Linked DNA regions of Mus musculus: region 2 is linked to region 1. The links are chromatin contacts, called in public Hi-C maps. All regions are on one chromosome and are shown on one strand. Each heading gives the region's core, a stretch centred on a gene start, on an enhancer-like site or on the middle of the called end of the contact. The rest is flanking DNA. Distances are from core to core; before and after follow the strand shown. Region 1 has its middle 40 kb from the start of 1700006J14Rik. Region 2 overlaps Msrb3 (methionine sulfoxide reductase B3).

Region 1 (6,740 bases), core at 2,547-5,046:
GGCTCTCGTGCAGCTGGGATGCCGATGGCGGTGCTTAGCACCTCAGGCCTCCTCTCCCTCACACTGACACATGGAGATACTTGTTTGCAGTCAGCGCTCCTGTGTTCTCTCTCGGTGTGGCAGCCACAAGAAGCACATCTGTGAAGTGTTTGCCAGCATGTCAAGGGTAGCCAGGCTCTCTTGAAGCCATTTCAAATGTCATACCAATCCTTGTGCATAACATCTTTGAGGAAATTGCTACTCTAGAGATCTTAATATTTAAAGAAAAAAAAAAAAGGAAAGAAAGAGAAGAAAGGCAATACATTTAGCCACTTAAAAGTAGCATTCTTTTTCACTGAGCGAAGCTGAACTCTCCAAAACTTCTTTTTTTACCAAACAAGTCTCTTTTTTGGTGGCGAGGAAATAAATTAGCATTCGGGTCCTAAGTGCTCTTAAAATCATGCTGCTATAGACCTGTCCATTGTTTATAATTCTTAAATAAAGCTGAAAGTCAGAAAGCCGTCCTTGGAAGGTTTATGAGCAGTTTTTTGGTCCCCCCCCCCCCAAGCAGAAGTCAAATAGAAGATCAAAGAGATTCAACAAAATACTTCAAACTCAGAGTGGGCTGAGCTCAAAAGCCATGTAAAGAACCCAACCTCTCCAGATAGCTTGGGAGATGTGTCTTGTAATTTCAAAATAAAACAAAACCAAAGCGTGATGGTCTGAATTTATCAAACTGACATCTCTGAATGGTGTGGTTGGAAGTACGGGTCTTTGATATTCTACCCAGAGCATCCCAGACGGTTTTAAAAGGTCAGGTGACCACTTTACTGAGCGGGAAATATGAACAGCCGGGGGTGGATTTCCCATCTCTCTGCCCCTCCTCCTGCTGTGACTTCACAGAGACTATCTTTTCCATCTCTGGGGGACGAAGGTACACCTTTGAACTGCCCCAAGAAGTGGAATGGTTTCCAAAGTTTTGAGCACTGGTTAATTGGCGCTGTACCACCTTAAGCACCTCTAACTTAAGCACCTACTCACCATCTGATTTAAAATAGAAAAAGATACAGCGGACTGACCTCGCTAAATAGGCACGAATCTACCCAGGCATGATCGAGACCCCGATAAATCTGTTTCTAATCACCCATTGGTATTTAAGTATATAGTAACTACTCTATTAAATTTAATTCTCTCTCTTTAATGACAGTTATTCTGCATTTAATGACAGTTATTTGAAATATATACCCACAGATTATTAACAACACTTTAACAAGATATTTAAACTGTGGAATGTGAGTACGAATCTATCAAATGTCACTAAGTCAATTACTGTTTAATGCAGAATGGCCAAATTGTTAACATGGCCCCAGGTGGGAACAAGATGACCTGAAAGCATTTCAGTAAGAACTAACTTGCCAGGGGGAGAAAATGCAACTGAGAGTATTATTTCAGAGTAAAGCTAAGGACATATGACTTAAACACTGATATGGAAGCATGCCTTTGGGGGGGGGCACATATTAAAATTGTTTTTGCTTGGAAGTTGATTTCCTCTGTGATCTACAGCAACGTCCTAAGTTGAGTGGCTTTAATTCATCGTTTCCAATCACATATGTGCTAAAAATTAGTCACATCCTTTTTTTTTTATTCTGGGAGTTCACTTCCAGGTTTTAACAGAATATCACTTTAGGTTAAATGCAGGACATCCCTCTTCTCAAGGTACCAACCACTCACTGAAACAAAGTCCTTCATTCAAATACAGTTCTGCTTCCAGCTCTTGGCACATCCGCCTCCGACCCGATAAGCTCCCATTCTGTTATTGGTGAGATTGAATGGTCCACCCCACCCCATGCCTTCTTCCATATCACTGAGCACTTTACGGGAGCAGAGGAGGAGGCTAGAAATTTCTGCTGATACACAAGCCCAACCTATAAAGTACATCCATAGACTCTTTTTAGCATGCTCCATTTATTATGGCCTCCATTAAAAGTATTATATTTCTGTGCTTTACAACCATAAAAGAGTAAATAATTTCAAAGGATTGCTTGACAGGAGTCTTCTGTTTTAAGTGGAACTTAGAAATACCTGGGAAATCACTGGAATAAATGTACTTCAGGGACCCAATGTTTCAAAGTTCTTTTTTTTTTTTTTAACTGTTTTCTCAAGTGCATAATAAGATACACCATTTCCTCCAACATTTTTGGAAGTGGATTTTGGTTTGGAGTTTTTCCTCTGTTGACATTTGACTCATAAATATTTCTTACAATGCCTTTATTGTCCATTTCATCATGGCTCCTTCCTCATTCTCTTCTTCCCCTCCCCTTTCTCTCATTTCACAGTAGACATTTCTTACCATCAGTGGGCTCTGTTCTGCCTCACTGCTAAGTACAGGGTAGCTTAGGGCTTACACACAGACAGCAGCGTGACACAGCATTGAAGAAAGCCTGCTATACAACCTGATAAGTTGGAAGACATATGTTAAACACCCTACGGGGAGATTTTCTTTTTAAAGGGAAGCAAATTCCACCCATGGAACTAAGCAAATATCTCATTAATCTATGCCATCCAGGAAGCCTATGTATACAGCATTCTTTGCATGGAAAAGATTAGGTCACGTCACTTTCCAAAATGAAATTATTTTTCAAAAAATACAACCGGCATCGACATTTGAAGAAAAGGTAAATGGCCCATAAAATATTCACATTTATAAACTGATTGGAACTGTCGGCATTTGCTGTTTCTATGATCCTCATTGTCTGGAAAGTAGAGGAAACTCCTCTTTGATCTTGTCTGTGCAGACATCCTGTTGGGTGCTGTCCTCTTTTAGAGTTATGTTTTAGGGTACCAGGCAAAGCCTTCAGACACAAGTGTTGAGTAGGTGACAACTGGGCTAAAATTTGGTGACTATCTCACTGCACAAATGAGAGGTCTCAAAAAGGGTTAGCTTTTTCTAAACTAAACAGGGGCTCTCATCAACAACCTCTGGGAGTGAGAGGAATGAGCTCTGACCAGTCATAGGCAGTTTCATTGGCTCTGTGAGGAGGGCATATATAATTCATATTAGAAAACACCAGGCTTGCTTCTCAGGCTCTCAATTTGATTCTTGGCTGTATCATATTACTGGTTGTGTGTGTGTGTGTGTGTGTGTGTGTGTGTGTGTGTGTGTGTGTGTGTGAGAGAGAGAGAGAGAGAGAGAGAGAGAGAGAGAGAGAGAGTTAGTTCATGTGTTTACACATGTGTGTCTTCCTGTGTGTAGAGATTAGAGGTGGACAGGAGGTATTTTTGATCACTCTCTCTCTTAATTTTTTGGAGACAGGGCTTCTCCACATTCCACAGCAGTTTGGTAAACCCTATGAGCTGCAGGGATTTGCTATACTCCCCATGGCCATCCCATGTTGGAATTTCAGAGCTGCATACAACCTGAACTTAAGGCACTCTGTAGCCTTTTCCATAGGCGTTGGGGATCTGTATTATCTAGCAGACACTTTACCACCTGAGCCCTCTCTACCGCCCACAGGACTTCCTTTTGATAAACCCTACTGCTCTTCAAGCTTCAGATGAGGAAACTGTTGCTCATCAAGACTGTGCAACTTCCTCCAGACCATAGTTGGCGGTCTTAACCCACAACTATTTCGTCCGTCCCATAGAGGGGCTTTAAGCCACATCTGGTTCAATCTAAAGCAGAGTCCCTTGGCCGCCACTCACAATACCTGCCCCCGCTCAGAATTAGGCAGGGCCAGAGGACGATGGAGCCTAGAGTCAAAGGCAAAATGTCATCAAGAAGGAAGTTACACAACAGCTAAGGTGCCTGTGGCTGAGATCCACCCAACACCACTGGCACAGGAGGTCTGGTTAGCCAGGAAGGAAAGTGGAATGTCTACCGCCTGCCTCTTGGATCTGGGACACTGGCTCCTTTCCCAATGACAATGCCAAGTGAAAAAACAAGTAACAGCTACTCACCAGCCCCTCACTCCCACATGTTGACCGGGTTTAAGTATCGGGATTGTGTGAGCTAGCGGCTTCAACTAACAGAAGGAGGCAGGTCAAGAGGAATGAGTGTGGGGTATGACATTGAAGTGGGGGTTCAGGGGTTTATGACCTTGGAGGCCATGGAATTCACACAGCGTCACTCCAGGAAGATGATGGCTAGGAAAGGGACTGGGGTAGAAATCCGGGGCAGTCAATCACTTCACCTGCCCACGAGGGTCAGTGCAGGAACCAAAGGGCTTTCTTCCACAAAACACTCAGTCTCCTGAAAGAAACAGCGTAAACAGAGTCGGATTTGCCAACGACAGTTTCTCAATGTTTAAACTAGCCAGTAACACCTCGCAGATGGAGAAACTAATACTAGTAAAAGCTGGAGGCCTGTACTGTTCTCACTTGGAGAACCAGAGACAGAACAGATGTAAGCCCCGGCCTCTGGATTCCCAGACTGACATAGGAGCCACTCAAAGAACAAACCTTCAGCCTTTAAACCTGCGGAGACCTCTGACTGCTGTGTGGTCCCTGTCGGCCTCCACGCAGCATGACAGAGAGCGATTCCTTTCTTCTTACACACTCTGTGCTCTGATTAGCTGCAGGACCAGCTTCGCACAGCTCATCTTTTATCTGTTCATTCTACAAATACTACTTCTTCTTTTTATGTTTTTGTTTTTCAAGACAGGGTATTTCTGTATAGCCCTGGAGCTCACTCTGTAGACCAGGCTGGCCTCAAACTCAGAAATCCACCTGCCTCTGCCTCCCGAGTGCCAGGATTAAAGGCGTGTGCCACCACTCTCTACAAATACTTCTTAAGTGTCTAATATGTGTCAGGTACTGGTGTAGATGACGGGAAGAGAGTCTGTTCTGTAGGACTGAGGGTTGTAGACAGGCAGCAGAAAAAGACAAGAGGCCCATGAGTGTTGTTATAGAAAAATCAAGGAGGGTAAATGCTGTGGGTCCAGGGCTTACCATGTGACCAGCAAATACAAAGTCCTGGGTTCTATTTCCAGCAAAGTAATATATATATATATATATATATATATATATATATATACACACATACATATATGTGCGTGTATGTATGTGTGTATATATATATATATACACACACATATATATACACATGTATATATGTATATATAATTGTGTACATATATTTATATATATATTACATATTACACATTACATATTATACATTATACATTGCACATTACATACCATATATTATATATGTAAAATCAAATATACAGTTAACTATATAATCATATATTATATATTAAATTATATAATATGTTTGTATATTATATATAATTAATATAATAATTAACATTTAACATGTAAATATATGTGTTAATATATAAATATATTTTATGTGTTAATATATACTAATGTTAATATAATGTTAATACATATGTAATAAATGTTAACATAAATATATATGTTAATATGTATATATGATATGTTAAAGTATATAAAAATTAATGGAAATATTATATATTAAGTATATTTATATGTATATACACACATAAACATATATATGTATATGATTTTATATATATACATACATACACACATGTATATATAGATACATGTGTGTGTGTGTTTATGTGTGTGTGTGTGTATAAAAGCAGAGTGACCATATGAAAAACAACAGCATTAATCTGAGTCTGAGATGAACCCAGAGGTTTTGCAGCCAGGCACATGAAGACAGAAGGAAAGACATGCTTCTACTGCAGCAGAACTCATTAGGCTTTCCCACCATGCTCTCTTTACCCTGCCTTTTATCTTCCCCAGAGGGTTTGTGAGCTTGCAAGTGAGTGAGAGCGCCAGCCCAAGGAAGAACCAAGTCATACTCCTGAACTGCCCAGTCTGTTCCTAAGCTTTGATATTCTGCTATTCTTGATAATAACATGCCGTTCTCTATGTGGTTCATAATAAAGATCCAGCGGTCACATCAGGTCAGAAAGATTCACATCGGAAGAACTGAGAGACCCACAGCAAGGCTCAATGGCAAGACTCAGAGGAGGCTTGAATTCCTCTGCATAGGCGATCATGTCCACCCTGGTTGTCACCATCCCCCCCTCTCCTTGCTGGCTGTCCACCATGGCAGTCCACTGAAAAAGACACTTGGGCATTGCTTCTTTCCTGCCCATTTCACCTCGGGTCACAACCATTGGCAGTAGTGAGCTGCTCGAGACAGAACTGTGTTGCCCCCATTCATACATTGAAGTCCTACTCCCCTACATAGTCATACTGTAGATTAAGACCTTTAAGGAGCTTAAAGGGAAACTGAGGGTAGGGCCCTAACTCAGAAAGACTGACGTCAAAACATTAAGAAAAGACACCAAAGCAGACAGAGAAAAGTCCAGTGGTAACAGGTGGGAAGACAGACTCCGATACCGGTGAAGACAGGCCCCTCTGAAAGCTCACCCATAGAGACGAAGCCGTCCACAGAGACAAAGCCCGCCCACAGAGACAAAGCCCGCCCACAGAGACAAAGCCCGCCCATAGAGACGAAGCCTGGGATCCACAGAGACCAAGCTCACCCACAAAGACAGTCTTCTGGCAGTCCCCAGAACTCTGAGAAAATGGAATGGTGTTTTGAAGCTTGAGCTGATGAGTCTGTGGCTGATGACCCTGTCTGCCCACGATGAACCTTTCTGACAAGCTCATCTCCTACTAGGCTCGCATCTCTCCTTTGTTCCAGCCACACTGTTCCCTGAGCCTGAAAATCACATTCCTGCAGGGTTGCGCAGCATACACAAGTGGTCTACCCCCTGTCC
Region 2 (7,114 bases), core at 1,969-4,468, 530 kb before region 1:
ACTGAGGAAGCGGCTGACACCCCTACAGTACCATGTCACTCAGGAGAAAGGAACTGAAAGGTAATGTGTGCTGTAATAAAAGCAAGCAAGCAAGCAGGCAGGCAGGCAGGCAGGCAGGCAAGCTGGCAGGCAGGCAGGCAGGCAAGCTGGCAGGCAGGCAGGCAGGCAAGCAGGCGGGCAAGCAGGCAAGCAGGCAAGCAGGCAGGTGGGCAAGCAGGCAAGCAGGCGGGCAAGCAGGCAAGCAGGCAGGCAGGCAGGTGGGCAGGCGGGCAAGCAGGCAAACAGGCAGGCAGGCAGGGAGGCAAGCAGGCAGGCAGGCAAGCAAGTAGGTGGGCAAGCGGGCAAGCAGGCAAGCAGGTGGGCAGGCAGGGAGGCAAGCAAGCAGGCAAGCACCACTTTCTCCCACTCCTTGGAGTCTTCTTCCCTGTTGATTATTTTAAAGAAACTATGCATGCTGGGTAAGGCCTGCAAATGACTGTCTTTGAAAAGGCTGGAGATGGCACTGTTTGAGTTAAAGCTGAGTTTCTTTTCTGCTTCTCTCCACTCAGCGAACTATATCTATATAAAGCCACGGGACTTTTGCTAAGGGCCTGTTTTTAGTTTACAGTGAAATGTGTGGAAGCAATAGCGATTTGGGTGCCCCCCCCCCTTTTTTTTTTTGGACGACATCACAGCAAGGAAAACTGTGAGGGATGTGGCGCTATGCCAGGAGGCTGGCATTTTGAAGGTGGCATTGTAAAGCATAGACGTTTTGGCTGCAAAAAGAAGGTAGCATAATTTAGTTCCTTTCCACCCCACTCGGATTTCTTTTTGAAGCACATGTGGAGAAAGTATTTATTGGCTCATTTGTGGTTGGAATGTCAAAAATTTTCAATAACTGCCCTTGCATGGCTTTGGTCCTTGGAAGTTCGCCCTACATCCTGGGGGGGGGGGGCAGTCGTTCACTTCCAAGACTGTTTTTTAGTGAATAAAATAAAATCTCTCTCAGCTGATTCCAGCGAAAAAGTAACTTGCCAAGGCCTAATGATTTTGTTGTCTAATTCATACCACGGGGCTCGGCACGAGGCTGTAAATGGTCCCCCTGATGCAGGTTTATTCGTGATGTGACTTTGTGTTTCCATTCAAGATCTGAAAGAGCTTCCTTCCCACACAGGGATCCTTGTTAATGGACAGCACGCTCTCCCTGTCACAGCCCCCACTGTTCACTGAGTTTACTGAACAATGAAGCTCTCTCACAAGGTGTGCCTTCCTTGTACCAGCGGCGGCGGCAGGGCTGGATCACAGGGTCCAGGACTTCTGCCCGCCAATGTTGTGTGCATGCCCTAGCAAAATGATTTAATGCACACAAACAACCAGAGATTAGGTCATTCTTTAAAAAAAAAAAAATTCTGTTTATAAAAAAAATTGGACCTCGTAAAGAGGGACGAAACGATAATAAAACCAAGCTGCAGAGCACACGGCCTTTTTGTTGGGCGACACAGCTGATCTGCATTAACCGAGTGACCTCCGCGCCTGTAAGATCGCTAACTTAGAAAAACAGTTCCTTAAAGCTGCAATATTCCTTTTCAAACCAAAAAATAAGACTCCTTCCACTCGAAGACTTGGGACCTGCTACATTTTCTGGTCCCCCTCTTGTATGGTGTGGGGCCGCGGAAATCTTAGGTAACAGTGTTCTTCATGTGACTCAAACAGTGGGCTTTTTTTTTTTTTTTAATTTGAAAAATATTCTAAGTATTACTTACTAGATGGCTTGATATTTTGACTTAACCTGTACTAGTTTGGAGTAGTTATATGCACATTTTATTATATATATGTATATATTCGAAGTATATTACTATTGTTCAAGCTTCCATATGTCTGGTCTGTTCTCATTTTAGGGCCCCAGACCCTTGAAAGTTTTACCAGAGAAATGTATTTAAACCAGTGTGTTCTATAAGAAGTAACACTAGCTCTGTTAACAGTTTTTGACGCTCTGTTTATCGTTTATCAGTGCCTTTGAAGGAGAGTACACACATCACAAAGATCCTGGAATATATAAATGTGTTGTCTGTGGAACTCCGTTGTTCAAGTAAGTGTCCTGAAAGCCGGTGGGCGTGGCCGGGTCACGTGACCACATGCTCCGGGCTGCTCAGTTACCTGCCCATCTTTCCTTTGCTGAATTTGATTCTATCCTTTCATATATTTGTCCACTTTCTGAAACCGACAATGATGACAGACTTTCTTGGCTAATTTCTAGCGTGACAGACTGGCTAACTTTGTACTGTTTAGACATTTAAAACACCCAGCACTAACTTTGGTGTCCACTTCAGTAACCATTGTCCTTAGCAGAGGTACAAAGAAAATCTTGGTGACAGAGAGCGTATGTATTTACTGATTTGTCTAATGCCCCGACGTCCACGCATAGGTCATTTTGCAAGTCACTCACGCACATCCCTCAGATTAAAATGCATCCAGCGAGAAGCCTCTTTATACTTCTACAATGAAGCGCTATACCCCAAATAAACATGAGACAGCAATATCTTCTACCTGAGGTTAACATTATTATTTTGACATTGGCCTAAAATCCTCTTTTTGAAAAATCCTAAACGTTCACAATAATGCTGATACCACATAGACTTTTTGACCAAGACAGATAATTCTTGGTCTGGATAGGATAATCTTATCAAGCAAGGACAGTTTTTAACCAAAAACATTTTATCTGGGTGCTGGGTGCGTAAAATCTCAGGCTCCCTGTATGTCCTACAGAATTGCTGCCCTGGTGGAAATGAAAGCAGAAACCTTACTTAGGGGTGAGCATCTTTTATCTGAGACAGGATTAGGAAGTTTCAGAGAATAAATAACAAAAGAAGAATGGAAAACATACTTTAGTTTGCCCTGTGCTTCTCCTTTAAGACACTAGCATTTACAGATATTTCTGAAATAACAGGAAAATGGTAGTTTCCTTAAAAATTCTTAAGAGTTCCAACTTTTCCCCAATGACATAAACCCTTTTGCACGGTCCTGTTGGTTGACAATCTGTTCTGAATTCTTACTCTTTTTTTTTCTCTCATGTTAAAAAACCGACCCTTCAAATTGTCACCCGTTCCCTGTCAGAAAACACACATCCTCATATTTCAACACCCTTAGCTTATGTCATAATAGTTGACATAACACTTAAGACAGCTGCTGAGCCATGCTAAACTGGTTAATACCCCAACCGGCCAAAGCTGCCCACATCCCTTGGCTTTTCGTTTGAGATGTCCCACCTCTTTCCCCATCATGTGATTTCACTGAAGGACTCTGCTGAAGGAAAACTTACTGTTTTAAATAAGAAACAGAGCCAACTGTGAATGGAGAATTTAACCCTTGTGAGCGTTTGATTCGCAAACCCTGAAATCGAGATTCTTACACTAACTCGAGTGCTTGCAAGAGTCACATTCACCTTCGTGGTGACCTTCCCGGTGACACTCTTGGTGACCCTGTGACTTTCCCCCTAGCGTTCCTGTCAGCTTTCATTGTCTAAACTTCTGAGAAATAGGATTTAATTTTTCACTCATACTTTTGCTGGTTTTCGTCATTCACTCTCTCTTGATGTCTCATCTACTTTGGGGAAAAGCACCCGTGCTCCGCTGCCACTGGAGATGGAGTACTTTATTGGCTTTGTACGACTGCCTTCGTGTTCAAAATGTGTACCTGGGTGCCCACGGAGATGCAGGGGCCACAGGGCATGCACGGTTTTGAGAGACTTGGATTTTCCCTGTCCTCTTTTTCTTTGTACGTTGTTTGCTGAAACTGTGCACCTCAGGGGTCAGGGGTCCGCTGCTCCTTCCATCCAGTCTCTCCTGTGGTTTGTTTTCCTCTCTCTTCTCATGGGGTGGTACACCTTTCATCTCTCCCAAATATTGCTGCCCCTAGTTACAGTCTTCATTTTCAAGCAAAATGATAGTTCAAGGATGTATTAATTTTGAAGACAAGCGTCCTGAAAAGTTGGGGGGGGGGGGCAAAAACAAAAAACAAGAACTAGATGTGGAAAACACTGAGATAGCCTTGCGGGCTCCTGCCTTGGGTCAGCTGACTTCCCTTCCTGTCTGTGTACATGCCTTTCTGTCTGTGTATCCGCTTTCTACCCAGGGATTTAACTGGGTAGCCATGAGAACACGAATCAGTGAGTTTATTCCAATAATAGAAAATGAAAGTTGGGGGGGTCATAGTTGATTTGGGGGGGAACAAGTCTAATTTGATTGATAGATATATTGTTGAAGACTGGGTTTGCAAATAAGTGTATGTAATCGATCTGAGGTTTGGACAGAGGCATATTAAACAGGTATACAGAATATGGAACAAGGAGAAATTCCTCTTTTGCAGTTACTTCTAATAAGTTTTTAAAAGATACGAGGAGAAAAGTTATCAATCAGCAGGTACAAGTTTAGAATCCACATAGTTGTTTGAATAAGAAAGTTTGAAGTATTTCATATTATAAGAGAGGGTTAGGATAAAGAGCAGTTTGCTAGTAAGAAGTGAAAGGAAGTTAGAAAGAAATCAGACACAGCAGGAGTGGTCATGTGTACACGCACAGCAGGAGTGGTCATGTGTACACACACAGCAGGAGTGGTCATGTGTACACACACAGCAGGAGTGGTCATGTGTACACACACAGCAGGAGTGGTCATGTGTACACACACAGCAGGAGTGGTCATGTGTACACACACAGTAGGAGCAGTGGTCGTGGCCTCTAGGCAGAGACAGAAAAATCCTCCCCCTCCTCCCCCTCCTCCCCCTCCTCCCCCTCCTCTCCCTCCTCTTCCTCTCCCTTCTCTTCCTCCTATTTCTCCTCCTCTTCCTCCTCAGTCCATCTCCTCCTCCTCCCCTTCCTCCTCCTCCTCCTCAGTCCTGCTCCTATTCTTTCTTTGGGGTTGAGGAGAAGATGTGTTTGCAGCTGCTACGTGGGTGGCACAGAGCTCATGGCTGTGCCCCAGTGCTGTAGTGTACTACACATTTGCCCTTTGGAACTTACTGGAAAGCTACCCTTTTCAGCACTGGGGAAAGCTGTTGGCAGAAAGGGGCAGTTGACTGCAATATCACCCAAGGGGAGTGTCAGGGAAGCTACTGACCGCTCAGTACTGCTGCCCACAGCACACTGAGCACAGTCGCCATTGAGGAAGTCGGGCGTCCCAGAAGAAGGTACACTTTCTGCACCAGCTGAGATCTTGGAATTTGGGTTTGCTGGAGAGACTTGTGTAGGAAAAGCTGTTTCCTCTACTGGAATCAGGTGGTGGAGACGCTCTGACTACTGGAGGAGAGCAGCTGTCCATGTTACAAGAGCTGAACTGGAGAAGCTGGGGAAACTCCTGGGACAGAAGCTCACGGTCCTCCAGTAAAGGAGCCATCTTCCCCTTTTGCCTTCTACTGGCTAACATGACATGGTGCTATCTGACCAGGAAAGATGTTTGGAGAGCTCATTGGAGCCAACAAGAAATGTGGATTTAGAAACGAGAGGCACTGAATGGAACGCTGGCAGGCATCTTCATCCTTCTTTCTAGGGATTCCCAATCAAAAACAACTAAGGGCACCAGCGAACTAGTTCGCCTTGCCATAGGGTTCTCCGGAGGCAGTTCACCTCTTGCTCTGAGTACAGGGTCACGTGAATGAAGTTTGTGGTTTTTGTTAGAAGGAAAGGGGTGAGAGATGAGAAGCACACCAGACTAACTAGGAATGTTCTGAGGAAAGCGGTAGGGAGACACGGTGAGGTACGGGACCTGGACGTGTCAAAATGCTCCCCCACCCCCAAACCTTCATTTCTCTTACCTGGGGCAAATGGAGCAATGTACATGCATGTGTATGCATACGCTTCTCTTTAAAACATCGTGTGTGTGTGTGTAAACATATATGAATGAGAGCACATGCCATTTCTTGCATGTGGGGGTCATCTTCCATCTTCGAGAAAGAGGTGTCTAGTTCTTTGTTGCTTGCCAGACTAGGTGGCCCACAAGTTTCTGAACTCTCCCTGTCTCTGTCTCCTCTTTCTCAGAAGCACCAACATTACATACATGCACCATGGCATCTGGCTCTCACGTGGGTCCTGGGAATCTGACCCCCAAGTCCTCACATTTGTATAGCACTCACTGTACCTACTGAGATTCCCCCCACCACCACCTGCCCGTAACCTTCTCTTACTTGACTGACACACAGATATCACAGTTCCTCACAAAAATGCCTACTTAATTGCTCCCATTTCATTTCTAAACTTGTAAACTCTTTCCTTCTTTCAGCAACACACTGCTCCCTCACAGATTGCCAGCACAAGAGCCTCCTTCACAACCTGCCTACAAACCACACGTGTGATCTACCCGGTACACAGGTCATGTTCTTTCACACCCACAGAGTTTACTCAGCTAGTTTATCTCTCTTATGCTCCTCCTGACCTTCAGTCAGTAATTGACCGACAGAAGCAAGAATGGTCTCATCTCTAGTTATCTGAACACCTAAAATTTTGTAAATTTATTCCACATCAGATAAAACCAGAGAGAGAATTGGTAAAACAGTTCCTTTCAGAAAACGCTTTTGATCATTTATGTCATGCTGTCACTGGTAAATCGCTACGTGCTATGGAACAAAGAAAATAATGTTACAAAATATTTTTCCCCCCAAGTTGCTATGGTTTGGTTGGCACCATAAGAGAAAATGACAGACAGTTATAAGCAGCACCAGGCTCCAGGATAAAATGCTTTCGTGTGTGGTCAGACGATATGGCTGTGTCAAGTCGGCAAGGGTTCATGGGACTGAGGGCACAGTTTACTAGGTGGGAGTGAGGAAGAGGAGGAGGAGGAGGAGGAGGAGGAGGAGGAGGAGGAGGAGGAGGAGGGAGAGAGGATGATGAAGAGTGGGGGATGAGAAAGAGATAAAGGAGTAAGCTTGGCTTTTTCCTGTTGGAGGATCCTGATGGATTATCTTGTGAAAAGAGAAATTAGCGATAAGATCAAAGGTATATCTTTCAAGACAATGGGAGACTGGTCCAATAGGAAGGGAGAGATGGGTTGTGTTGAGAACAATGGGAGATGCAGCTGGAGCATTGTAGGACATTAGTGAAGAAAGGGCTTTTAACCCACTCTTATCCTCTAAGCCTCAGCATCCTTCC

What was found. Hi-C and Micro-C count contacts between places; a contact is called where the count stands out from the background.
Region 2: a contact with region 1 is called in a Hi-C map of bone marrow-derived macrophages, with 12 read pairs. The contact joins two enhancer-like sites. A contact is called at or near these places in 1 of 15 datasets of contacts at CTCF or cohesin (stem cell-derived epiblast-like cells), 48 of 484 Hi-C or Micro-C datasets (the C2C12 cell line, DN3 thymocytes, ECoMG-derived neutrophils and 30 more), 8 of 115 datasets of contacts at active chromatin or transcription factors (embryonic basal ganglia, embryonic hindbrain, embryonic stem cells and 2 more) and 2 of 9 other capture datasets (embryonic stem cells and pancreatic islet).

Annotation. Positions count from the first base shown.
Region 1 is chr10:120,320,832-120,327,571 of GRCm38.p6, reverse strand. No RefSeq gene overlaps it. Among named protein-coding and RNA genes, the nearest start is that of 1700006J14Rik, 40 kb to the left of the region's middle. Within about 2 kb of position 3,796, at least 37 of the 459 cell types and tissues checked have an H3K27ac peak or open chromatin away from gene starts, as enhancers often do. A contact at or near this core is called in ECoMG-derived neutrophils, bone marrow-derived macrophages and myeloid progenitors, where this site is marked.
Region 2 is chr10:120,844,930-120,852,043 of GRCm38.p6, reverse strand. It overlaps Msrb3 (methionine sulfoxide reductase B3), which reads left to right. Exons shown (of 7, transcript NM_177092.4): 3 at 1-60; 4 at 1,991-2,068. Among named protein-coding and RNA genes, the nearest start is that of Gm15910, 9.1 kb to the left of the region's middle. Within about 2 kb of position 3,218, at least 22 of the 459 cell types and tissues checked have an H3K27ac peak or open chromatin away from gene starts, as enhancers often do. A contact at or near this core is called in ECoMG-derived neutrophils, bone marrow-derived macrophages and myeloid progenitors, where this site is marked.